Linked DNA regions of Zea mays: all the other regions are linked to region 1. The links are chromatin contacts, called in public Hi-C maps. All regions are on one chromosome and are shown on one strand. The core of a region is the stretch at or near the end of the contact, and the rest is flanking DNA. Distances in the headings are between cores, read along the strand shown.

Region 1 (2,873 bases), core at 230-2,729:
AAAATAGCAAATTTCTCTGTTTGAATGCACTGTAGAACTAATAGTTAGATGTTAAAATTAGTTGAAGGTATCCAAAACATCTAGCTAATAGTTCAGCTATTATCTACTTTTAGCAAATTAGCTAATAGTTAGCTAGCTATTTCCACTAGCTATTTTTAGCCAATGTTTGGTAGCCCCGTCACATCTGATGTTTGACAACTAGTTAGAGGTATTAAATATAGTCTAATTATAAAATTAATTATACAGATAAAGAATACACAGTAAGACGAATCTTTTAAGTCTAATTAGTCAATGATTTGATTACGTGATGCTACAGTAAATATTTGCTAATTGTGGATTAATTAGGTTTAAAATTTTTTGTCTCTATTTCTAGTCTTTAGCTGCGTTATTAGTTTTATAATTAGACTGTATTTAATACAGTTAATAGGCATTCAAACATCCGATGTGATACTGACTAAACTTTAGTGTCTAAAACCAGTTTTGTTTTTATAGTGCTAAAGTTTAGCACGTGCTAAACTTTTGCACTTGGGAGTTGTTTGAATACAAGTACTAAACTTTAGCATATTATTCTTAATTAATGCCTAAACTAGTAGCAATACAATAGACGACGGGTGGGGAGGAGAGAGAAGGGGCATTTGGTGGGGGAGATGGAAAGAAGAGAAAAATGGGGTTGAGACCACTTTTTGCACAATTTAGCTAAAGTGCTAATAGATGCTAAACTTTAGCATAATACTTTTAGCCAATCTATTTGGTTCCCTAGGAGCTAAACTTTAGCAAAAGGTGTGATGCTAAACTTTAGCAAGGGGAAAAACATGCCTTGCTAAACTTCAGCACTTGAGGGTTGTTTGATACAAGTGTTAAACTTTACCATATTACCCTTAATTAATACTCCATCCATCCCAAAATAAAATAGGTTTTACATTTTTAGTTGATTCATACACAAATTAAGATATTTTTTTATATATGTGTCTAGATTCGTTATCATATATTTGAAAATAGACATAAAAATCAAAAACTAAAATGACTAATAATTTAGAACGAAGAAAATATCTCTTTTAAACAAGAAGTAGCTAACGAGGAGCATACGGTCGCTTGTGGGGGGAGAGAGAGCAGGGTATTCAATGAGGAAAGAGAGAAAAAGAGAGAAATATCACTGGGACTAGTTTTAGCATAGTAGTTTAGTATCTTTTGTGAAACTAAAGTATTAATAGAGTGTTTAAATGTACTAAAACTAATAATTAGTTGGATAGAAATTGTTAGTGAAATTAGCTAGCTAATAAATAGATGCCTAACTATTAATTAATTATAAAATAACTAATAGTTAAACTATTAGGTAGGGTAGGATGTTTGAATTTCTTAACTAATTTTAGTCGCTAAGTTAATTGCATTCAACACTCAAACGTACGAACACTAAACCCTAAACCAAACACGGTGCATTTTAGAAATAAAATACTGTGACTTTAGCGACGGAAACAAACAAAGCCTGTCTAGAACCAAACACCCCTCTCCACCGACTGCAAATAATCCGACTCCCACTGCTGGGTGCCCTGTCCCCTACCTCGGGTTCCGCGCAGAGGAAGGTGAGACACCAATTCCACTCCCAAACCCCACGAAAACCCTCGCCGTCTTCGTCCAAATCACTCGCTTGATCTCTCCTCTCCGAACCCGGCAACCCCTTGAACTAGGGTTCCAGCGACCCAATGACGGACGGCGACGACGAGTACAAGCGCGAGGAGTCGGTGGCCCTGCTGGTCATCGTCTTCCTCGCCGCGCTCTCGCTCCTTTCCGTCATCGCTGCCTTCGCCTACTACTGCTACATTACTCGCAAGGTCTCCCGTCGCCTCCAGGCGTTCCATATCCCCAAGCGTTCCAGCTCCCATCATACGCTTCCTCCCCGGGCCCTGCCGCCGCAGCAGCAGGGGACGGACAACCCGTCCAGTAACTCCACCAGAGATGGTGTCGGAGCGGCGGCGATGTCGGTGGTGGCTGCTGGGGAGAGGGGCGTGCAGGTGTTCAGCTACCGGCAGCTTCACGCGGCCACGGGTGGGTTTGACCGGGCGCACATGGTTGGGCAGGGCAGCTTCGGGACCGTGTACCGCGGGGTGCTCCCCGACGGGAGGAAGGTCGCGGTCAAGCTCATGGACCGCCCAGGGAAACAGGGAGAAGATGAGTTTGAGATGGAGGTAAAAACAATTATTTTTGTGCGTTTGGATCGTTGCTACTCAGCGCCGAATGCGGGTGTTTCCACGTGCTGGCTTTGGGGCTGGGACAGAATTCACCGCGTCCTGTACCGTGTTCTCACGGTTGGTAACTACTGGATCTGGCCATTGCGGTTTGGGTTTGGTGAAGCTCTGCCGTCCACATCAGTGATTATCGTTAGTGCAAATGGGTCACTGTGCGTTGGGGGTTCCCGTGGTTGTTCACTTAAAGATCATATCCTCTTTCTAAACATGGACCAGTAACAGAGTAACTTGTGGTAAGTGCGAAGTTCTCTACTGTTTACTAACTGTAAAATTTGGTCCCCACAAAATTCCTCCTGTGGAGGTGAGGTTTATGTTTAAACTTCGGCTGGATTATTTGAGATTCTCGATTGTGAGATTGTGATTATTGGCTTGTTGTGGTGTTTATTTAGTTGTAGTAATCGTAACGGTTGGTAAGCACATGTATGTGAATCACTTAGTTCTTATTAGTTGTCCATGGATAACTTTGTAGTCTTCTTGCATGAGTTGAGGGTAATGTGACCATTTTCATTAGCAAGATTTTGGTCAAATTTAAACAGATTTGGAGTGGAATGGGTGAAATTTAACTTGCCAGTCGTGCTTCCATCAGTGCTCTGTTGTTGGATGTAACTGCACAATATTTCAATATCCTCA
Region 2 (3,137 bases), core at 545-3,044, 300 kb after region 1:
GACAACTTTCTTTGTTATACCTGTAGGTACGACATATATTTTTCATCCTGTATCGCTATCCTCTGGCTTGAACAAGCTAGCTTGTGGAAGTAACTACAGGTGCAGGGCGACCCAAAAGGGTGTCTTGATCATGAATCGAAAAACAACACCCAACAAGTAGGTGAACACGATACAAAAGTAGTTGTCGGTAGCAAAACAAACATGTATCCACGGAGGCCTAGTCGAGAGTCAGGTCACAAACGGCATCTATAGCAGCAATTCCATTACAACGGTGGCAGATGACAGAAAAAATCAATGAGGTCTGCAATGAAAAGATAGACCTGGTGATATCTCAGATATAGGTCTCCAATATACAAATGGAAGACGAAGAGGGTGGGGAACTAATATAGGGGGAGATTGGAAGAAGGCACCAATCTTTAGCCTGTACAGATGACCACGACCTACTTAGACGCACACAGAAGAATCGAGATACAAACCATATCCCATGCCATTTCTCTTGACAGAGAAGTACATCTTGAATGCAATCCCACCAGGCACGATGGATTTCATGAACGCGAGACACACACCTCGTTCTCCTTGAGGCTGAGGGTGTCGGCGAGGAAGGTGGTCGAATTGGCGTCTGCGCGTAGAGGAAGGTGGAGGCGTCACTTCTGGACGGTGCGGACGCAGTGGTTGTGACGGTGTCGCCTAAGACCCGCAGTCGTCGCCACCCCGCACCTGCGCTGACGGCGAGGAGCCATCACAAGACCGACCTACCAGCGCGAAGCTCGAGGCAGACCCGTCTTGTGCACACGGTGGATCGGCGCCATCGTGGGCGGTTCCTTCGGCGAATCGCTTGGATAGGGAGACATATTTTTGGTGACGATGGAGAGTGAAGAGGAAAAGGGAGATGAGAGAGAAGGTGAGAAGGGTAAGAACAGGCAACCTAGGTCTCGTGTTTTTTCTCACAACCGTGTTGTCACGCGTCAGGCTGTGACTGGTACAAGGGTACATGTGTTTCCTGGTTAGCCTTTTTGTCCCGTACTCACACGCTCTGCAGCTGTGGTTGGAAAAGTACACACGAAACTAGGGATAACAGCGGGTCGGATTCAGGTCGGGTATAACAAATATACGTCCGCGACCGTACCCGTGGGTATTAGACATACCCGTCCGCACTGTACCCGCGGGTTAAAAATTGTACCCGTCGGGTATCGGGCGGGTATCGGGTACCCGCAGGTATATATATATATATATATATATATATATATATATATATATATATATATATATATATATATATATATATATATATATATATATATATATATATATATATATATATATATATATATATATATATATATATATATCTAAAAACAATACCGAAATTTTCCAGAAAATATAATTATAACCAGCAAAAAATCTAGAAAACTTATGCGTACAGGGAACACTTCAAACAAGTCTTCATGAATTATGTGTCAACACAAGCATACAAAACATAATATGGAAACACTTCAAGTCTTTATGATACATACGCACTAGGTTTTTAGTTTTTACGGATATCCATGGGTAACCCGCGGACGACAAAAATATCCATAGGGGCAAGACCCGCGGGTACAAATTCGTACCTGAAATCGAACCCGCGGGTAAAATTGCCATCCCTACGCGAAACACTTAGAGCGCTCCAAAACCGAGCGTCTTTTAAGACTTTAGACAAGGAAGATATAAACTGGTTCTTTTTCCTTGGATGAACGTGGGCCAAGCTCGAGCGGCTCGGCCCATAACGAAGCCGCTAGGGTTTTTGCCCAGTAGTTGGCTTGCATAGTTGCATGTACACAATTTCTCGCGCTCCTACCGCCGCCGCTTCGTTCTCTAACCTTGGCTCCCGCTCCCTCCGCAGGAGCATCTCAACACCGCCTTGAGGACCCCCCAACTCGCCGGCTGCAGCCATGGTAAGATCTCCCTCCCCCTTACTCTCTCGCCTGTTGCATCTTCGCTGCCCTGCAGCCATGGATTTGGCGTCGCCCTTGCGAACTCCTGACGTGCAACGGGCCTTGTTTCTGGTTCCAGGTGAAATATTCGACGGAGCCAACCAACCCCACCAAGTGTAAGTTTTTCTACGGAGGGTATCCATATCCATTTGTGCATCTGCTGGCTTTCTGATTCGCGTGTGGTTCTCTTTATTTCGATGCAGCAACCAAGGCCATGGGCCGTGACCTACGTGTTCACTTCAAGGTGAGAGATTCCTACCTGCCTCCCGACCTAGATTCTGTTCAAGAGATCTCATGATATGTTTGTGTCCTACCTGCTTCCCGATCGAGATCCTATTCAAGAGATCTTATGATATGTCTGTGTCATTTTTTTTGCTGCGTTCGGTTATAGCCTGTTTCAAGAGATCTTATGATATGCTTTGTCATTTTTTTGCCGCGTTCGGTTATTGCCTTAGGCCTTATTCGTTTCCGTCGGATTGCACCCGGAATCGTTCCAGCTAATCAAAGTTTATATAAATTAGAGAAGCAATCCGTTTAGGAATCATTCCGACCCACCAATCCGACAGAAACGAACAAGGCCTTAGGGCGGGTTGTTTGTTGTGGAATTTAAATTCCACACCAAATCACTCTTAACACCATATGGATTAAGGTGGATACGTGGGCATCCAAACAACGCCTTAGTCTTTAGATACTGTACATCTTGAAGTTCCTCTTTACCCTAAGTAGTGTATGCCGTTTGACTCATGGTATCACCGATCATGTGTCACCAATTTTTTATTGTTGTTATTCCTTTCAGTAATGCTGTTTACGGTTGGCTTCGTTGTTCTTATGTAGATGCTTTTGGAAGCATGAGACTGAATTCACCAAACTAATGCTGTGTTCCCTCCCACAAAAGGATGCAATTCACACTTTCCATGGAGTAAAATGATTTGAAGTTTGATGGATGTTAAATAAAAAAGTACTTACATAAGTTACATTTATAATACAAGATAAGTACCATTAAATTAATCATTAAATATATTTTTGTGGTATTAGAGACATAAATGTTAATACTATTCACTATAAATTTAGTCAAATTTGAGTTAGTTTGATTTGCACAAATTCCAGCCCTCCTTGAATTACATCTACTTGAGTTTCTTCTTTTAGTGAATCTCTCTAACTGCAACA
Region 3 (2,740 bases), core at 95-2,594, 310 kb before region 1:
AACTGTAAAACGCAGTATTTCATGCGTTTTAGACCATTAGCTACTTTTGGGCCCAGTCTGTTAGTTACTTTTGGGGTCCAATCCGGCTCATGGGTGAAGTTTTGGTAAGCCACTAACCTCTCTGTTTTGGTATTTAACTTCATATTATTGTCTGAAATTATGATATACTGGTATTTTTCCTATGTTGCTTAAAACTACATTTAAACTTTGTCTAAACGTTTAAAAGTCAAAATTTCATCCATAAGTGTTTCAACGTTTTATCGTTTTAATAACCTTGCCCCATACTAAGCAGATTTTCTCTAACCTATCTGTTCAAATTGTCCACATGACATCACAGACCAAAACCAAATGCAAATACCCCATTCTTCCCAGCTTATGCACCACGTACCAATCATCTTGCATTCTCGGCACAACTCAACAACACCAGAACAGGCTCGCTGTTCCAAACAGGTTTGTGTATGTTTCCAACTCAAGAGCAAAAAAAAAATGAATAAAAAATGACAAGAAATCCTTGGAGCAAGTTCCCACCTCCAATTGTGCCTGTGGTAAGCTTGGGCCATCCGTGTACCTGGAACCTGGTCTTGATGACATCGAGCGGGCACACGAAGGTCGCCGCCACCACGCCTGCGCCCAAAGCCCAGATCATCTCCGAAACCCCGAACATTGAAACCACACGCCGAAATGCATCGAGGAATTCCCGCGCAAACGCTGCCACTTACCAGCGGAGGCGCCGGCGACAGCGTGGCAGAGGAGGCCGCGGGCGGTCGTGGGGCCGTGATGGTGGTGGTTCTGCGACGACGAGGACACGGACGGCGGCGCCGGCGCCGGCGAGGTCGCGACGTCCCCCGGCATCTCGCTCCGACCGTCCTCCCCTCCCCGATCCGCACCTCGGCCACGCGTCGCTGCAGCCAGGGAGCCCCTTTTCCAACGCTTACTTGCGCGAGAGAATCACGCACGCGGCACAGAGCGCATCAGCGTCGGCACCCGATCGCGTCGCCGGCGGCGGGCCCGCGGACGGCCGAGTAGGGTTAGGGTTTGGGATCCGAGCCGGAAGCGGTGGGCATTGGGACGGGGCCGGGTGTATGCAAGGCTAGCTTCGCTTCTCCCTCTCGGCTTCGTTTCCGTCGTCAATCACGGCATCCCTTGCCTCGCCTCGCCTGAGCTTCTTCTCAAGCGCTCTCTCGGACTCGAAGCCTCGGAGGCGAGGGTGAGTAGGCCCGTGTGCTGTGGTGTACTGTGTACACACGGAAGCTGGAACAGAGTGGGCCCGTGCAGGGAGGTGACGTCCCACTGGGTTGCGGATCCGTCACTTTGTTGAGCCCAGTGTCAGTGGCATGTGTGGCGCTACCCTCGCTGCGTGCACGCGCTGCCGGCTGCTGTGGTTGACGACGAGGCCCCGGAGATCAGGGATCGGTGACCCAGTGTCATTGAGATGTCTCTACTCGCTTTGTGTGCCGTATGCCGTGTGCGTGGACGGGAAAACTTTATTAGTCTTTTGTGTGTGTGTGAGAAACGGATAGCTCAGTTGTCTTGTGTATGCGGTCATGGCAGGGAGCCAGGCCAGCTCGCAGCCGTTCCAGTCTGCCATGCGGATGCGGGTAGCTGTTCCGGGGGGCTGCGACTGCGAGGCCCACGGCGATGCCTGGTCGCCGCTTACCGGTGACGTCGTGGACCATGTGGGCCGTTCAGGACGGAGCTGTGGAATTAAATGGGCGGCGGGTCTTCGTCATTTCTCTCTCATCCTAGAGATGGGAGTCCTCTTTGGTTTCAACAGATTTTGAACATACGATATAATGCAGAGATGACACTTTTTCCAAAGCAGAATCCCACAGTCTCTTTCATCCTTGATAATAGAAGATATTGGGAAGTTGACATATTCTACAATGCAAAAATACATAGATCCAGTGGTGTTTGAATGCACTAGAGTTAATAGATAGTGACTAAAATTAGCTATAGACATCCAAATACTCTAACTAATATTTTGGCTTTAAACTATGTTTAGTAAATTAGTTACTTCCTCCTATGTTCTATTAGTTGTTTGAGTCAATTTTATAAATTTTGGCTATAAATAATTGTTATTTAATTTTTAAATCTAAACACTGATTTGTCTTTAAATTATTTTTAAAAAAGTATAAATGTATTAAACGACAAATAATAGAACACTGGAGAGAGTAATATCTAGCTAGCTATTTATTAGGGGGTGTTTGGTTTATAGAGACTAATGTTTAATCCCTTCATTTTATTCTATTTTAGTCTATAAATTGTCAAATATAGAAACTAAAATAGAGTTTTTGTAGTTTCTATATTTGATAATTTTGGAACTAAAATAGAATAAAATGTAGGGACTAAAAATTAGTCCCTAGAAACCAAACACCTCCTTAGTTAACTAATTTCACTAGTAACTTTTTAGTCAACTTAATATTAGTTTTATTGTATTCAAACACCTCTAAACACTATAGTCGGTAGGAATCTCTTGGGAATATCAGTTCCTTAGAATTTCTTTGAAACCAAACCCTGCCAAAATCGTCTTCACTTTGCAAACTCCGCTGGACACCGTACCGCGCCGTGGTACGAACGTCCGTGACATCTATTTTGATCAGACAACTAATAATACATAAACGGAAGCTAGTACTATTCCGTGATGTGTAACCTTGTTTTTGCCTTTTCTTAAAAAAAATCTAACAATTCTTATTAAATCCGCGTTAACGAAAGTCATAGGACTTGTTTGGATGCACGTGAT

Evidence for each region. A called contact is a pair of places that touch in the nucleus more often than the background predicts.
Region 2: a Hi-C map of tassel shows a contact between it and region 1, with 3 times the contacts expected there. The contact joins the promoter of LOC100280639 here to the promoter of LOC100193562 in region 1. A contact is called at or near these places in 2 of 25 Hi-C or Micro-C datasets (leaf and tassel).
Region 3: a Hi-C map of ear shows a contact between it and region 1, with 2.3 times the contacts expected there. The contact joins the promoter of LOC100280066 here to the promoter of LOC100193562 in region 1. A contact is called at or near these places in 4 of 25 Hi-C or Micro-C datasets (ear, leaf and tassel).

Annotation. Positions count from the first base shown.
Region 1 is chr8:95,240,595-95,243,467 of Zm-B73-REFERENCE-NAM-5.0, reverse strand. It overlaps LOC100193562 (putative protein kinase superfamily protein), which reads left to right and starts at 1,479. Exons shown (of 5, transcript NM_001138671.3): 1 at 1,479-2,183. The coding sequence starts at 1,701.
Region 2 is chr8:94,940,734-94,943,870 of Zm-B73-REFERENCE-NAM-5.0, reverse strand. LOC100280639 (60S ribosomal protein L17) reads left to right here and starts at 1,794. Exons shown (of 7, transcript NM_001374586.1): 1 at 1,794-1,931; 2 at 2,050-2,086; 3 at 2,174-2,214. The coding sequence starts at 1,929.
Region 3 is chr8:95,553,538-95,556,277 of Zm-B73-REFERENCE-NAM-5.0, reverse strand. LOC100280066 (Nicotinamide adenine dinucleotide transporter 1 chloroplastic) reads right to left here and starts at 1,344. Exons shown (of 9, transcript NM_001358393.1): 1 at 720-1,344; 2 at 529-624. The coding sequence starts at 591.